2 separate regions of the Rattus norvegicus genome follow, and region 2 is linked to region 1. A link is a contact called in public Hi-C data. All regions are on one chromosome and are shown on one strand. Each heading gives the region's core, a stretch centred on a gene start, on an enhancer-like site or on the middle of the called end of the contact. The rest is flanking DNA. Distances are from core to core; before and after follow the strand shown. Region 1 overlaps Plxna1 (plexin A1). Region 2 overlaps Chchd6 (coiled-coil-helix-coiled-coil-helix domain containing 6).

What was found. A called contact is a pair of places that touch in the nucleus more often than the background predicts.
Region 2: a contact with region 1 is called in a Hi-C map of the A7r5 cell line, with 4 times the contacts expected there. The contact joins two enhancer-like sites. A contact is called at or near these places in 4 of 12 Hi-C or Micro-C datasets (the A7r5 cell line, hepatocytes, kidney and 1 more).

Annotation. Positions count from the first base shown.
Region 1 is chr4:123,325,635-123,328,928 of GRCr8, forward strand. The region is part of intron 3 of Plxna1 (plexin A1); the gene reads right to left. Among named protein-coding and RNA genes, the nearest start is that of Plxna1, 13 kb to the right of the region's middle. Within about 2 kb of position 1,412, at least 19 of the 93 cell types and tissues checked have an H3K27ac peak or open chromatin away from gene starts, as enhancers often do. A contact at or near this core is called in the A7r5 cell line, where this site is marked.
Region 2 is chr4:123,538,736-123,541,934 of GRCr8, forward strand. The region is part of intron 4 of Chchd6 (coiled-coil-helix-coiled-coil-helix domain containing 6); the gene reads right to left. Among named protein-coding and RNA genes, the nearest start is that of Chchd6, 41 kb to the right of the region's middle. Within about 2 kb of position 1,331, at least 17 of the 93 cell types and tissues checked have an H3K27ac peak or open chromatin away from gene starts, as enhancers often do. A contact at or near this core is called in the A7r5 cell line, where this site is marked.

The DNA of each region.
Region 1 (3,294 bases), core at 162-2,661:
AGAACTTCAGAAGGCAGAGTAGGCACAGGGCCAGGGCAACAAGAGCAGGGCAGCACTGACAGGGCAGCAGAGCCCATGTGCCAATGGCTCAGCCCACAGCTGTCCACTCCAGGGCCACCCACCTGGAGACAGCTGCTCTGGCAGTCCCTTGCAAAGCAGCTGGGCAACTGGCAGAACACGGGAAAGCATGGGCTGGGGCATCCTGAGTATCCTTACCATCTACAGCTGTTGCCTGCATGTTTCTTTCTTTTCCCCAGACACCAGAATCTTCTACAACTGTCCTGAACATCCCATTGCTTCTAGAAGCTGTGGTGGAGCCACCCAGCCTCCTTGGACACAGCCCCAAGCTGCGCCAACACCTACTCAGCCTAGCTTGGTGACATAGCTGTCTTTATCCTGTGCCTTTGCTTCTCAAGACTCAGCTCTCTATCCTCTCTGTTGTGATGGACCTGAAATCTGAGCTGATCAAGGAGAGAAGCCAGGTCAGACTCTGATCTCCCCAATGGACAGTAACCCTGCCCATTGATCCTAGGACACCTCAGGAAAGGCCATACAGGGGGAGCCTTGTCAGGGTGGAGAGAAGGCTGCCACCAATGGAGAAGGCCAGAGCCCCAGGCTTGCTAGGCTGCCTGCTAGGCTCCAATCACCTCTAAGGCCCTGGCCAACTGCTGCAGGGCGGGTGGGCAGGCAGCTGACAGCCTGGCCAGGTCAGCTGTCCATCCAGCCCTGAGCCAACAATGGGGCCATTATCCAGACAGAGGGCAGGCGGGGTTGCTGAAGAGGATGTCTGGGCTATCCAGGCTGTATGCCAAGGCCGGCACGCGCCCTAGCTGCCCGGAGGCAGGGGGCTGCCCAGTTTTGCCCAACCTAAGAGAGGAAGTCCCTTGCTCTGCTTGGCCCAAGATAACAGCCTGGGCTGACCCTACAAACTACTTAGCCCTGGCCTCTCTGCTTGTGAGAGTGTACTGGGGGGTCCCACTCTCTAGAACAGGGTCTAGAGGAGAGAGGTGAGGGGCAGCATCCAGTGAGCATGGTAGTTTCTGCAGATTAAAACTGCCAAGCCTGTCTTCTATAGGAGGTTGTCATAGAAGGGGCTACATAAGGCAGCCTCCATTCCCATAAAGGCCCTTCCTCTAACCCCCTGATCACCACCATTCTCAAAGTCGAGGCAGTTTGATAGTGTAAGAGTAGCTGGCACTTAGCTGCCCACGGATGACAAAACATGGTTTGTAGGTGCCCAATAGCTATAATTGGGGTAGGCACAGTGGTTCCAGGGGTCACATCTCTCACCCCTACCTCTGCCACACATAAAAGTGTGGGCAGAAGGGCTAGAGCTCTAGACAAACGACAGCCAGGGCTGTGAGGACCAGCTGTAGCCTGCTCTAGCACAGATTTTTCCCACATAGTGAATCACTCTGGTTAACACTCACCTCTTAAGACTGAGAATTCAGAGGCTCGCAGCTCTACAGGAGACAGTACCTGATTGGAGGTTACTTGGTGACACTGTGCTATAGCTCTACTGTTCCCCATTCATGGAAGACGTTTCCTAGGACAGGCCTGGGCTGGGCTACTGTAGCCTCCCATGTTATGGATGGCATCTAACTGCTCCCAGGGGAAGAGCTGCCCAGGGTGGGTACTTGGAGCAGGACACACTGAGTGACTTCCATGTGCATATGGGTAACCTTTTGGTCACTAGGAGCTAATATGCCATCAGCCTGGGGCTAGTATCTAGCTAGCAGTGATCAGGTCTGTGTCTTGACTCAGCCCCTGATAGCAGGTCTCCTTTAGAAACAGCAAGAAGGAGGCAGAGCTCCCAGGAGACACAGATGTCCGCTCAGCACCATGATGTACATGGATTCCACAGGGGCACATCTACTCCACAGAAGGCAGACAGCCTGGGCCCCTTCATTCCCTACTTAAAATCAGCAGAGGGAGAAAACAGAAATGTGTTTTGCTGAGTAGAGCCAAGGGTCTCCCACCTAATGCTTGGAATAGAACATCAGTCCAGAGGTTGAATAAAAGACCAAGATCAGAGCTCAGCAACTCTTCCTGACACTGTCAGAACCTATGCCCCAAAGGCTGGGTCCTTGGAGCGATGTTGCATGAAACACTGCATGCCAAGCAGAGGGTTGTATGCTTGACCTGCATGTGGCCCAGAGTATATAGCTTATGGACCCGGAGCAGGCCACAGCTTGGCACTGTGGTCAGGATGAGCCCCACAGCAGCTGAGCAAGGGACACAAAGAAAATGCACATGACTCAGCTCATTCCCAAAACGACAGCCGCAAAGGGTCAGCCAGGGCATCCCAGCAATAGGCAGAGCCTGGGAGGGGCTCTGGGGATGGTGATGCTGATGGTGTGCCCTTCAGTGAGCCTTTGCATGGGCACCATTATGAGTGCCTCTGAGGACACAGGGTCTTCAGCAGGGTTGGGTGCAGAGGCAAAAAGGCAAGCTGGAGGCATCCAAGGTCAAGGGCCTGTGTTGGCAGGCGGGGCTGCAGCAGCACAGACTCTGATAGCAGCAGAAACAGCTGTAAATGAAGAAGGCCACTGGCGCGCTTGAACTGCAGAGTAAGCCGGTTGAAGGGTTCTCTCCTGCTTCAGACTTTAGATGTGCTGAGCAGAGCTGTGTCCATCCCTCACAACATCATCTGGGGACACTGTGATTAACACCCTGGGGAGCATACACCCTTGGAAGACCAGATGGGGCAGCACAGGCTGAAGGGTATGGCTTCAAGGCTTTGTGAGTATGGTCTGGCAGGACAATGGCACCGTAGCCACACCTGTTCCAAAGGATCACAGCAGAAAAAGGGCAAGAGAGAATGGTGGTCCTGGGTCATAACTGGATACCACCACCCCCTCCTACTTCAACCCCAGTCTCATCTTCCACCCTCTTTAAACCTCTGGCCAACTCATAGGGAGGCTTGGTCTCATGCAAGTCCAGGAAAGGAAAGGGGTTTCAGGAGAGGCTGGCTGACAAGGGCAAACCTCCTCAATGGCTGGGCCTCAACAGGCCCCTGAGCAGACGAGTGCTACCTCAGATTCTTCCCCGAGCCCCGCCACCCACCAGCTTCGGCCTGTGATCCTTTGCTCAGCTGTTCAATGGCCAGGGCATGGGTCTCTGGCCCCAGACTAATGCTTTATACGCACATTAGGTAGTTTACAGAGGTTTCTAGAAACAAGGGGTTAATTGACAACATTGAACAAACCTCTCTCTCACACACACAAAACCCACAGATATCCAGATTATCCTGGAGAAAATAAAACAAGAAAAATGATGCCCTATAGAGAGGCT
Region 2 (3,199 bases), core at 81-2,580, 210 kb after region 1:
AGCAAGCAGGGAGGCCACTGTGGAAAGCCTCATCCTCCATCCCTGGAAGTTGCTCTCCTTCCCTTTCCTGGTTAGCACTGCCTATGCTGATACCTATCACAGTGCATGGCAGTTAGGGAAGCTGGCCACTTTCTTTCAGAACATTTTCTACACAAACTTAGGAATGCTCTCTCAGATTCTCTTTACAATCTCCCTTCTCCAGGAGAGAATAACTACCTCTTCTGAGCAAATGCCAGACCCAGGAAGACTGGCAGGGGCCTTGCTCTAGCCGTTTATTTCCTCTTCTGCTGGCCAGCTTCTTAATATGGGCACTGCTCTGAGGCTCAGCTAAAGGTGCCTAGCACTTCATCTCTGGGGTTCCATCTCTAAAGCTGCTACAAATGGAATGTATTTGGAGTTATGTGATCCCTAAAGAAAGACCCTGGGGTTCCTGGCAGCATCACACAGGCAGAAATCAATCTCTTTGTAAACTAATTCGGGATAGCACACAGGCTTTTCACTTTGCAGTGGAGCTGTTAAACAGTCTGCTTTGGAAGGAAACATGAGGAATAAGGAATAAAACATCAGGAATAAAACCAGGAACTTATCCTAGATAAGCTTACCTCCCTTCCCCAGTTTGCTAAGTCCCAGCACCTTAGCACCAGCTTTGCCCCAAGGGAGTGTCCGGGCAAGCACAGAAGTGTACAGTCCCGAGAGCTGAAGAAAGCACAGCTGACTGTGGCCAGCTTCAGGCATCCTCTTCCTACAGGGGGATTTCTCCTGACTCCCACTTCTTTGGCGACTCAGACTGTAACACAACGAACCAGAATTCTAACTGCTAGGATAATTTATGGACAGATAATGCATATTAAGTCCCTTCCTTTTTCTACCTGTATTTTAGAAACTTTGGGAACATCGGCACTGCTGTGGACTTGAAGAACTCATGTGGACAAAGGAATGTAGTTCCCTTCTTCCACCTGGAACTTGAATAGCCACACCACTTTCAAGGCAGTCTTCTCTACACTGTGGCACCTTGTGAGTAACACCAACTTCCAGTGGGCTGGAAACACATGTATGCTGTGCCCTTGAGACTATGGAATACAGGAGTTTGCAGGACAGGAGGGTCAAACCCAGAGCTGACTCTTCACCCACTGCTACCTAAAGGATAGCCATGAAGGCTCTGAGGAACTACTAGGATGCAACAGAGGCAGGAAGGCCAAAAGAGGTGGGAGCAGTTAATCAGTACCTTGGAGTGGCTGCCAAGAACCTGAGGAGAGTACGGCTGGGACCAGCTCTGAGGAAGTCATCCCCACAGAGGCCTTCCGTATTTACAAGAGACTCCACCCTGCTGTGGAGTTGGCAGCAACCATTTCAGGGAAAGGCAAAGCTATGGTAGGCATGCAGGCCAGTTACGGCATGCTCATAGGAATGTCACAGATGATCTGCACGATGTGCCATGCCATCCGCCTGGAGACTCTCCAGAACACAGAATAGGACTCCTTCCATTGGACCCTGGCTTCTTCAGAGAAATGAGCAGCAGTGGCTGTACTTAGAACCAGCATTAGGATCCTTAAACCTAACTGGTACTCACCACAGTTCAAGTCACTGCTAGGTTAGCTGAGTTCCCTCTGCGTCTTCTCTGGGCCTTGAAAAAAAAAAAAATCTCCCTTGCTGCCAAAACTGGCAGTCCATTCGCCTACCAGAAAGTCAGAATCTGCTTGTTTTGTACAAGGAAGCCAAGAAAAGGCACTTGAAGGATGCCACCAGCTCTTCAGAGAAGATGGTGCAAGGAACCCTCTGTCTCCTAACCATCTGCCTGAGGACAAAGTCCATAGAACCACCCTTAATCCCACCCCAATTTGAGGTATTAGGCAATGAGCAGTCTGGGACTACACAGCCTGGGAAAACAGTAAGTAAAGTTGATAAGAGAATGACCCAGACAATCCTTCCTTAAACCCCAGCATTTCTCACCCTGCCCCCCATCTAAGCCTAACTGTGCCTTTATTGTTCTGGACTCAAGCCAAGCTGCCACCAGCAACACCCTGGGTAAGAAGCAAAACATAGCAAGAAGAGGGAGCCCATACTCCAGCCAGTGCATTACAGGGGCTGGAAGATCCCCTCTCTGGTCCCCAGGCGCACCACTTGGACTCCAGGACTACAGCAACCCTAGAGCAGCCACAATAAAAGGAAAGTAGAGATAGCATAATCAAAGCCACGGAAGGCTAGGAGAGGTGGAAAGTCTGCCAGGAGAAAAGGCCTCTCTGGCTTCCTAATCAGGTTCACTGTCTCTAGAATCAGTAGGCTAAAAAGGCACTTGGGGAAGAGGACCCTTGCTCTCCACCCCACTGGGTCTTTTGCAGCATTCCAATCCTCCCCACCAACAAGTGGCCCAGGACTGCCACCTAGTGGGCTCTGCTCAATAAGCATGACAGAGAGGGGCCAGAACCCAGAGGGGTTGGGGGTCTATATACAGAAGTGTGACCTCATTCCCAAGGTTCAATGGGGTTCTCCCTGACTGTGCAATTACCCAAACTGTTGAGGAAACAGTTACTCAGGAGTCAGCGTGAAAAGCAGAAAGAAGCCAGTTTATGAGTCTGTCCTTCCCAACTCTTCCTAAGAACAGATAACTGCTTTCCTGCCCACACCTGCCTCATGGCAGTACAGGAAAGGAAGTTCATGGAGTAAACACACCAATTCCAAAATGCCCTTCTATGCTGCCCCTTCCAAACATATTCAAGAACATGAACTTCTTAGAAAATACTTCACATGGACATTTTCTACAAGAGGTGTCCCTGAGAGAAAGATAGGAGCCTAGAGAGTGTGTATCTGGTAAAGGGCAGAGGGTTGGACAGACCTATTGTACATGATGGTGACACAAACTGGCAGGAATACCAGAGAACTACTGCATGCCACCTGCTGTTGAACTTGGTCTGTGAATTCCCTCAAAGAGCCCTTGAGATGTTCCAAAAACAAAGCGCCAGTTCTACCTGGTCCAGCAGAAGAACTATGAGCAATAACACTGCTTCTCAAGAACACAGAGGGAAGCAGGGTGGGACAGGTGGCCTGGTTCCTGAATCTCACCTTATGTCATTACAATTTTGTCACTGAAGAAATAAAATCCTCCCCCACATCCTAAAAACTCAGATCTACTCTGGCCCAGAGCATAGCAAATGAGAAGACTCCTGCCACTCCAAGGAAGCCTAAGAATCAGGTGTGCCAA